2 separate regions of the Mus musculus genome follow, and region 1 is linked to region 2. The links are chromatin contacts, called in public HiChIP or PLAC-seq maps. All regions are on one chromosome and are shown on one strand. The core of a region is the stretch at or near the end of the contact, and the rest is flanking DNA. Distances in the headings are between cores, read along the strand shown. Region 1 has its middle 3.7 kb from the start of Rbp7. Region 2 overlaps Kif1b (kinesin family member 1B).

Region 1 (4,490 bases), core at 339-2,838, 240 kb after region 2:
AGGGAAGCCAGGGTCACAGGCACGTGAAGCTATCAGACATCCACAGTCAAAAGCAGAAATGCCTGCCTGTGCTGGGCCCACTCATGTCTCCTGTCACACACTCCAAGACCTAAACTCTGCCAACGGTACAGGGTCCTTCCACATCAGTTAACAGGCATCATGGACACCCATGGTGACACAGCTAGCACTGACAAAAACTCACAACTTTGTTAACTTTTTTTTTTCAGGTTGGCTGTTGTGGCACATATCTTTGATCCTAGCACTCAGGAGGAAGAAGCAGGCAGATTTCTGAGTTCAAGGCCAGCCTGATCTACAGAATGAGTTCCGGGATGACCAGAACTGCACAGAGAAATCCTGTTTTGAAAAACCAAATAAAACCAAATCAATCAAACAAACAAAAAAACAAAAAACAAAAAAACCCCAAAAACCTGTTTATAATTTGCATATGTTTTATGTCTTCTCCCTCTCTGTCTCCATCTCCCTCTCCCTCTCCTAGTCCATGCCTCGTCCATTTCCCTGTTTGTTGACTGAAAGGCATGACTGTGGGTTCACGTCATTTACCATGACAGTGTCCCCGGGTCTTGCACTCTGCCCAGCAAATGCTCAATAAATGCTTGACTGACTGACTGACTGACTGACTGACTGACTGAATGTGACCTTTTCCAAGGGAGAAATGCCCTTTGTATTGAGAAGCCAAGGTGGGATCAACTTGCTCAGAAAGAGCGTTTGAATCTCTTACACCAAATGGCATAGACATTCCTTGACCTTTGAGGGATCCATAACTGTGAACTCTGCCCAAATTTCTGGAGTCTGGAACAGGACGCATAAAGAACAGTAGCTACGCCTTCCGGTTCCGGCCTCACGCGCTCCGCTGTGACAACATGAAACTGCTCACCCACAATCTCCTAAGCTCCCATGTGCGGGGCGTGGGCACGCGTGGCTTCCCGCTGCGCCTGCAGGCCACTGAGGTCCGCATCAACCCCGTGGAGTTCAACCCGGAGTTCGTGGCGCGGATGATCCCCAAAGTGGAGTGGGCGGCGCTTGTGCAGGCAGCGGACACCTTAAACTTGGCCGAGGTACCCAAAGAGCCGACTGAAGGCTATGAGCACGACGAGACATTTTTGAGGAAGATGCACCACGTGTTGCTTGAGGTTGATGTACTGGAGGGCACCCTGCAATGCCCAGAATCTGGTCGTCTTTTCCCCATCAGCCGCGGGATCCCCAATATGCTGTTGAATGATGAGGAGACTGAGACGTAACCTTGCTAGCCGCCACTTTGGTATTTTGTTGACTGTGTGTTTCTGTTGTACGGTCTGTTAAATAGACGTGTCATGTGTGACCCCCAAACTCCCCCCAGTGACTCACCGACCACCGTGTACTTGAGCTCCATAGTATATTTTTTTTTCTCATTAAAGGTTCAAAACCAAAAAAAAAAAAAAAAAAAAAAAGAACAGTAGCTACTTCCTAACCTTAAGGATCATATTGTTCTAAAGCCTGGCCTAAAAATGAAAGGCACAGAAGTAACTAATAATACTCTTAGCCTTTGTGCCAGTTGCCCTGGCTTCGGGCCAGCTTGAGTAAAGGCCACCTATTCAAGACTGGACTGGACTGCTGCTGAAGGGGACGGAGCTTTGACTGAATCATAGGCTCCGGAATCACCTTCCTCCTGGTCAGTTCCAAGAGTTTCCCTCTAGGCAGGATCAGAAACTATCACTGCAAAGGAGAGGAGAGGAAAGAAGGACGGTATTTGCCTCCATACCCTGTGCTTAACACTAGGAACTCAACTATAAACTTCTAGACAAAGGCGAGGCTCTGAACCTATGTGTAGAACTCCTCCTCAACAGACACTGGACAGGAAATGACGAGGTCACATGGGTGGGAACTCTCTCTCACTTGATGGGGTTTGATGCTGATCCAAGAAGGACCTGGGAGCAAGAAGGTGATCTTCCCATCACCCCTCCCTCCCCTCCTGCTGTCAGGAGACGATACCACCAAGGCAAGGAGTATCTTTCGATTCCTTAGATAGCCCCAAACGAGTTCAAGGCTAACCCCATCTCTGCAACCTCATCTCCTGTACCAAGAATTGGTTTTAATTAAGGACATGAAATCTCGAATGATAATGGGTCACAGGAAAGATGTCTGATTTGAAGGAAGAGCTGGTGGGGACCCAGCCTCTCTCCACTTCTGAAGCATATGACTCACTCTCTGTGCCCAGAGCCCTGGTCACTCCCCTGCAGCTCACCAGGCACAGAATTAGGACACCCTGACTGGCAGGGACCGTGATAACTCTGGGGATTCATTCACACCAGCCCTGGATCCTGCCCTACATCTCTGCTTCTGAATACAAAGGGCTTTCTTGTTCAGGCCAGTCGGGGTTGAGCGTCCTACAGTAGAAAAATCTGACACAGACAGCACATAAAATCCAGGTATTGTCTCCTCCAGCAACTGTCTTGCCTTTGGCTACGACCTACAGCAGGGTGAAATTCTTTTGCAGGTCTGACTTAACTTGTTGCGGATGCACAAAGAGGAAGCTGAACAAAAGCTACTCCGCAAATACTGCTCTCTCAACAGCATCACGGTGGCTGGGAACACATGAGCTCGGTTTTGGGGACGCTGCCACTTTGAGTGGCACCCCTGTAAAACTTGTTGGTTGTGACAAAGTTTGAACCAACACAAAGAGCCTTGAGCCCCTCAATCTTGCTTGGCCACACTACTTAGGAGAGACCTCAGGGGAGCACCTGGGGAGCACTCAGGGAGCATTCAGGGAGCACACTGCTTTCTCATGAAGTTAGCGCTTCCTCACCGCAGAGGCAGCCTAAATGGAGAAAACCCGTTTCTTTTGTGGGCTTTCTGTGTTATTTTTGGTGGCAAGAACAAATTGCACAAGACCTAGCCCCTAGTGAATTATTTTATGACTAAGTCAAGGTGTCAAGCAGTCCAGGCTAGCCTTGAACTTGTAATCCTTGGAACTACTGGGATGATAAGCATGCACCAGCACTTATGGCTGTGTAAATTTTAAGTGCCCAACATATTATTGCTGACTACAAGTACAGTGTCCTATAGGAACTCTCTAGATCAGCAGTTTTTAAACCTGTGGGTTGCACAGCCCCTATAAAGATTGAATAACCCTTTCATAGGGGTTGCCTAAGACCATTGGAGAATACAGATATTTATATTATGAGTCATAACAGTAGCAAAATTGTAGTAATGACGTAACAATGAAAATAATTTTATGGTTGGGGTCACCACAGCATGAGGAACTGTATTAAAGGGTAGCAGCAGTAGGAAGGTTGAGAACCACTGGTCTAAATCTTACTCATGCCCTAAGATTCTTTTGTTTTTTTTTTTTAAAGATTTATTTATTTATTATATGTAAGTACACTGTAGCTGTCCTCAGATACTCTAGAAGAGGGCATCAGATTTCGTTACAGATGGTTTGTGAGCCACCATGTGGTTGCTGGGATTTGAACTTGGGACCTTCGGGAGAGCAGTTGGTGCTCTTAATCACTGAGCCATCTCACCAGCCCCTAAGATTCTTTTTATAAAAAAAGATTTATCATTATATGTAAGTACACTGTAGCTGTCTTCTGATACATGGGAAGAGGGTGTTAGATCTCAGATGGTTGTGAGCCACCATGTGGTTGCTGGGATTTGAACTCAGGACCTTTTGAAGAACAGTCAGTGCTCTTAACCTCTTGAGCCATCTCTCCAGCCCCAAGATTTTTTTTTTGTTTTTGTTTTTTGTTTTTTTTTTTTTTTTTTTTTTTTTTTTGAGACAGGGTTTCTCTGTGTAGCCCTGGCTGTCCTGGAACTCATTCTATAAACCAGGCTGGCCTGGAACTCAGAAATCCGCCTGCTTCTGCCTCCCGAGTGCTGGGATTAAAGCCATGTGCCACCACGCCCCGCTTTTTTGTTTGTTTTGGTTGTTTTTTTTTTTCTTTCTTTCTTTTTTCTTTTTTTAAAGATTTATGGGGCTGGTGAGATGGCTCAGTGGGTAAGAGCACCCGACTGTTCTTCCAGACTGCTCTTTTGAAGGTCTGGAGTTCAAATCCCAGCAACCACATGGTGGCTTACAACCATCTGTAATGAGATCTGACTCCCTCTTCTGGAGTGTCTGAAGACAGCTACAGTGTACTTACATATAAATAAATAAATCTTAAAAAAAAAAAGATTTATGTATTATGAATGCAGCAGTCTGCTTGCATGTATGCCTGCAGGCCAGAAGAGGGCACCAGATCTCATTATAGATGGTTACAAGCCACCACCTGGCTACTGGGAATTGAACTCAGGACTTCTTGGAAGAGTAATCAGTGCTCTTAACTGCTGAGCTGTTTCGCCAGGCCCTGTCTTGTAAGCCTCTTTATAAAGTCCTCTTTCTTCCTGGTCTTTGTTTCTCATGTCCTCTTTCCTCGTAGTCTTCAGTATAATTCTTTCAGCGTACAAGTGAGACTCCAGCACCCTCTCACTTAGAAGTATCAATAGGAAGTGGT
Region 2 (4,416 bases), core at 13-2,512:
GGCCCTAGGGGGAGAGACTTGGAGTCTCACACTTAGCTATATAAGTCCTCAACACTCAGCTACAAACCCAGCCCTTCTAATGAGACAGGGTCTCACTAAATTACTCAGGCTGGCTTTGAGTTCACTCCGTGGCTTAGGCAAGCTTTAAATTCTCAATCCTTCTGTCTTAGCTTTCCTACTAACTGAGATTACAGGCCTGAGATACCAGACCTGGCTGACACTTGATATATTTCTAACAAACTAGACAAGTCCTACCATGTTTGTGCTTTTAAAAGGTTCATTAATTTGTAGAAATTCTTTTTTTTTTAATTTAATATGCTCTTACTCAACTGTATATACATGTGTGCGTGCATGTGTCTGCTTCTGTGTGTGTGTGTGTGTGTGTGTGCCCGCGCATATGCACGCGCGTGTGTTTTGCAGGTGAGGGGATAATGTGCACACAGAGCGTGGAGGATGGAAAACAGCCGTGGAAAGGTCTGTACTTTCTTTCTACCATGTGAGTCACATGCACCAAAGCCAGGTGGTTGACATGGTAGGAAATGACGTCAAAACTGAGCTCTCTCATCTGCCTTATTCATGTGTTTTAAAGCAGTTAGAACTAAGTAGTCACAGATCTTAAGTGCTCTTGTTTCAATGGTAGAAAAGTGGAATTTAATTCCTACTGTTCCCCTGGTTTCTCACTTGGTATATGCTGATTTTTGTACATTAAAAAAAAAAAAAGACAAAGAGAAAATACCACACCAGGAAATTTAACATATCTAACCCAGACACACAGCTGTTTGCTGCATTCCTGTCCTAACATGTATTTATGTTACAAGGAGAGAAGAATGAAGGAGTAAAAGCCTGGGATTTCAACTCAAAACAACAAAAGCAATTACAAAATGGGTAAAACGCATCACAGTAATAACATTTAGGAACACAAATGAAGTATGAATGATAAGCGAACAAAAATAGCTGCAAATGAACAGGAAATAGTATCATGGTGTGCAATTCCCTTTCAGTCTGCTCCAAAGCAAGGGAGGGAATGGTAACACAGAGGGTTAAACTTCGGTTCAACAGAAACTTATGCATGAACATGTAATCTAGAGAGGATTACAAGCAGGGTCAAACACCACTACTGTGACTGAGTTTAAAAAACTAAGAATTAGGCATATGGAACCAAATGGCTGATTTCACTTCCAAAGTCAACACACACAGAGGGCACTCCCCTGCCTCAGGGGCATCCAGTCAGAGCCACCCTTTCAGTGACTGGACCAGTAAGAGCCCTGTAGTCCTCTCAGCACTGATGCTCTCTCTGCCCGGGCTCTGATCTCACTGGAGATCCTCCCAACACTGTGGCTCACACAGCTCTGTTTCCACAGTGGTGCAGTGTGCACTTGTGTGATTATTTCTTGGTATCTTCATCACTCGCCAGACTAAGACTGGGAGGACGTGAACCATCTCTGGTTTTGCTTACCCATCTGCAGAGGGCGTGGCTTACAGTAAATACACTCAATAAATGTTTGGTAAGTGAATATGTATGCAATTAGAAACCAGGAATGTGACCTGTTACTTGTCCTTTATCTTTACACAGAAGTGGAAGGCTTTTCAGAAAAATAGGTCCTGCAAGGGACGGAAAGCAAGCCATCTAACTTTACACTAGGATGATTTTTCAAGAGTAAAGTTATGATGGAAATTAACTACACCGAGCACTTAGCATTTCTGCCATTCCTTAATTTTACTATGTTAAGTATAATTATCAGGGAAAATAAAAGCACTGTTATGCCTATGTTTTGCAGGACCTTGACAGGTCAGGCAGTGCCATCAGCCCAAGGATTATGAGTTTTTAAGAACACACATCCACAGGCATATCATCATATCATCATACAAATAATGCTGGACCGCACACTAAAGGGGAGGAAGCCTGCTACCCATGGCAAAGGCTTCCCATACCCAGCAGCACTGAAGGCATTACTGGACACTTCCAACTTTAGGGACGAGTCTATGGCAAGGCAGAGGCACCCGGCCTGTGATGCATGGACGCACTCACTAGACAGTTCTTTGTCGTGTTAACAGAATACAGCCTTTAGCCCAACGCTGTATCTAGCATCTCCTGTGCAGCTTTTACACGAGAGCATCATGATTAACTCTGTAGGGAACATCCTTATACTTTGACCTAGCAGACTGAAGGAGAACCGGGATGAGAGGAGGGAAGATGGAAAAGATACATTAGCAGAAAATGATGTGAAGTTACATCAGTAAGAAAAACTAATTTGTCAACATAAAGAAAGTCAGCATGATTATAGTGACACTCGAGGAAAAGAGGTCAATGTAGGTACTGAGGACGGTCACAGACTAACCATTCTCTGCCCCCTCTGGCCCAGAGACTAACACACATTTTACATTTCATCCCAAGTTATGATGATGGATCATAACATCCCAGCATGCCATAGAGAGTGGCTAAAGGGACAAGCTCTTTTACTCTCGATACAAAGATTCACCAGAGGCAGCCGTGGCCAAGAAGCAAACCTATAAATGGAATTCAAAGGAAACATGCAAATTTTTATAAGTGAATCATAGTTGTATGCCAATATGGATCGCTGATAGCGGGAATTACAGGGCCAGGGGTTACCCCGCTAACACAGCGGGAATTACAGGAACAGGAGGTACCCCGCTAACACAGCACCGCCCATCACAGCCATCACCACTGCACCGCTGAATGCTGCTGCTCTTCTGGAGAAATATGGCTGAGGGCAAAAACGGAGAACTCTTCTTCCCTTTACTCACTGCTGTTACCTCACCTTCTCCCAGTATCTTGTGTGGTGATAGGAAATCAGCACTGACTTCTCTCCAGCCACATCACCAAACCTCAAGCCCCTTTTTGAAAGACAGTGTTAGTTCTAGAACCCAGAAATCCAAACAGAAAAGTCAACTCCTGAGGCCATAGCTCCGCAAAAGTCCACACGTCCTTCAACCTAGTGAGTGGCCCCATTGGGGAGGAGTCTGCCTCAGCGCTTTCACAAAGCTGACCTAAGATGCAAATGCTCCCAAGACGGAGTCTTTTTTTTTTTTCTCACTATGTAGCTCTGGCTCTTCTGGAACTCACTATGTAGACCAGGAGTTTGAATAGGAATCTGCCCGCCTCTGTCATGTGCCACTATGCCTGGTCCTAAGCAGAAGTATTAATGGCTACATTCATTTTGCTAGTATGGGTAACAGAATATAAATGATGAAGGGAAAAAGGATTTCTTAAGACCCTTCTTCCCTCCCCCAACTCATTTGAGTTGCTTGTCCTGAGTTAGCAACAGAGATGTCAGGACCCACTGTGTCAAGATTCTCCTGACCAGGCCACATAAGATGACATCATCTACTCCTCACACTGTGGTGCTGTAGAAGACGGCAGACAGACATGACTAACTGCCACCTTAGAATAGAATGGAAAGCCGGGCAGTGGCGGCACATGCCTTTAATCCCAGCACTTGGGAGGCAGAGGCAGGCAGATTTCTGAGTTCAAGGCCAGCATGGTCTACAGAGTAAGTTCCAGGACAGCCAAGGCTACAAAGAGAAACCATGTCTTGAAAAACCAAAAAAAAAAAAAAAAAAAAAAAGAATAGAATAGAATGGAAATACATTGAGGGACACAGAAATCTAGAAAATGAAGCACCATTTGTACATACTTTTCTTAATTTTAATATAAATAAATTGACTTCTCTAAATCCTAATACTGGCAATCCCACAAGCAAACAACACTTGTGCTCATGTAATCTCAGCACATTTGCTCATGGAGGACTGTGCGTAAACTGCAGACTGCCTTATTAACTTAGGTGCTCACTTCTCTGAAAGCTTTCCTTTCCACTCTTCCATTATCTCCTACAGTGAGTCCCCCTAGGTGTCGGATACCACGTGACAACCAGGCTTTAGTCCTGTGTCTCTGCCGTGTGAGGAGACTCACTGCGCTGTTGTGCAGCCGGTGCTGAGCATCCAGCAGTGACAGAGCCTTTATTGTAAAAGGGCTCAGCATTCTGTGCTTCTTATGCATTGTTAATCCTGATCTTTTTGTTTTGTTTTTTTTGAGACAGGGTATCATGTATCCCAAGCTAGCTGCAACCAGGTATAACTTGAAGCCAAGTACAACCCTGAACTCCTAATATTCCTGCCTCCACCCCAGCCAAGTGCGGAGACTGTGGGTGTGCACCACCACATCCAGCTTATGGCAGTGAGCATTTTATTGTCAAATTTAAAATTACTTTAATCTGAAGAGGGGATGCGGATGATAGAAATACCGGGAACCTCTGCCTCTGACAGAGAGATATGCACAGCAATAGCGGGAGCAACGACCTCAATGTAAAGCAGTCTCGTGTACAGCCAACAAATACTGATGCTGGTGATAACTTCCTGAGATTCACAGAAACCAACCAATTGTTCCTGGCAGAAGCC

What was found. HiChIP or PLAC-seq counts read pairs in DNA pulled down with a chosen protein or histone mark.
Region 1: a contact with region 2 is called in an HNF4G HiChIP or PLAC-seq map of pancreatic cancer cells. The contact joins two enhancer-like sites. A contact is called at or near these places in 2 of 39 promoter capture datasets (liver and neural stem cells), 3 of 115 datasets of contacts at active chromatin or transcription factors (bone marrow-derived dendritic cells, microglia and pancreatic cancer cells) and 2 of 9 other capture datasets (adipose tissue and embryonic stem cells).

Annotation. Positions count from the first base shown.
Region 1 is chr4:149,456,448-149,460,937 of GRCm38.p6, forward strand. It overlaps a transcript of Rbp7 not described here and the pseudogene Trmt112-ps2. Among named protein-coding and RNA genes, the nearest start is that of Rbp7, 3.7 kb to the left of the region's middle. Within about 2 kb of position 1,589, at least 35 of the 459 cell types and tissues checked have an H3K27ac peak or open chromatin away from gene starts, as enhancers often do. A contact at or near this core is called in pancreatic cancer cells, where this site is marked.
Region 2 is chr4:149,215,694-149,220,109 of GRCm38.p6, forward strand. All of the region lies in intron 27 of Kif1b (kinesin family member 1B), which reads right to left. Among named protein-coding and RNA genes, the nearest start is that of Pgd, 51 kb to the left of the region's middle. Within about 2 kb of position 1,263, at least 37 of the 459 cell types and tissues checked have an H3K27ac peak or open chromatin away from gene starts, as enhancers often do. A contact at or near this core is called in pancreatic cancer cells, where this site is marked.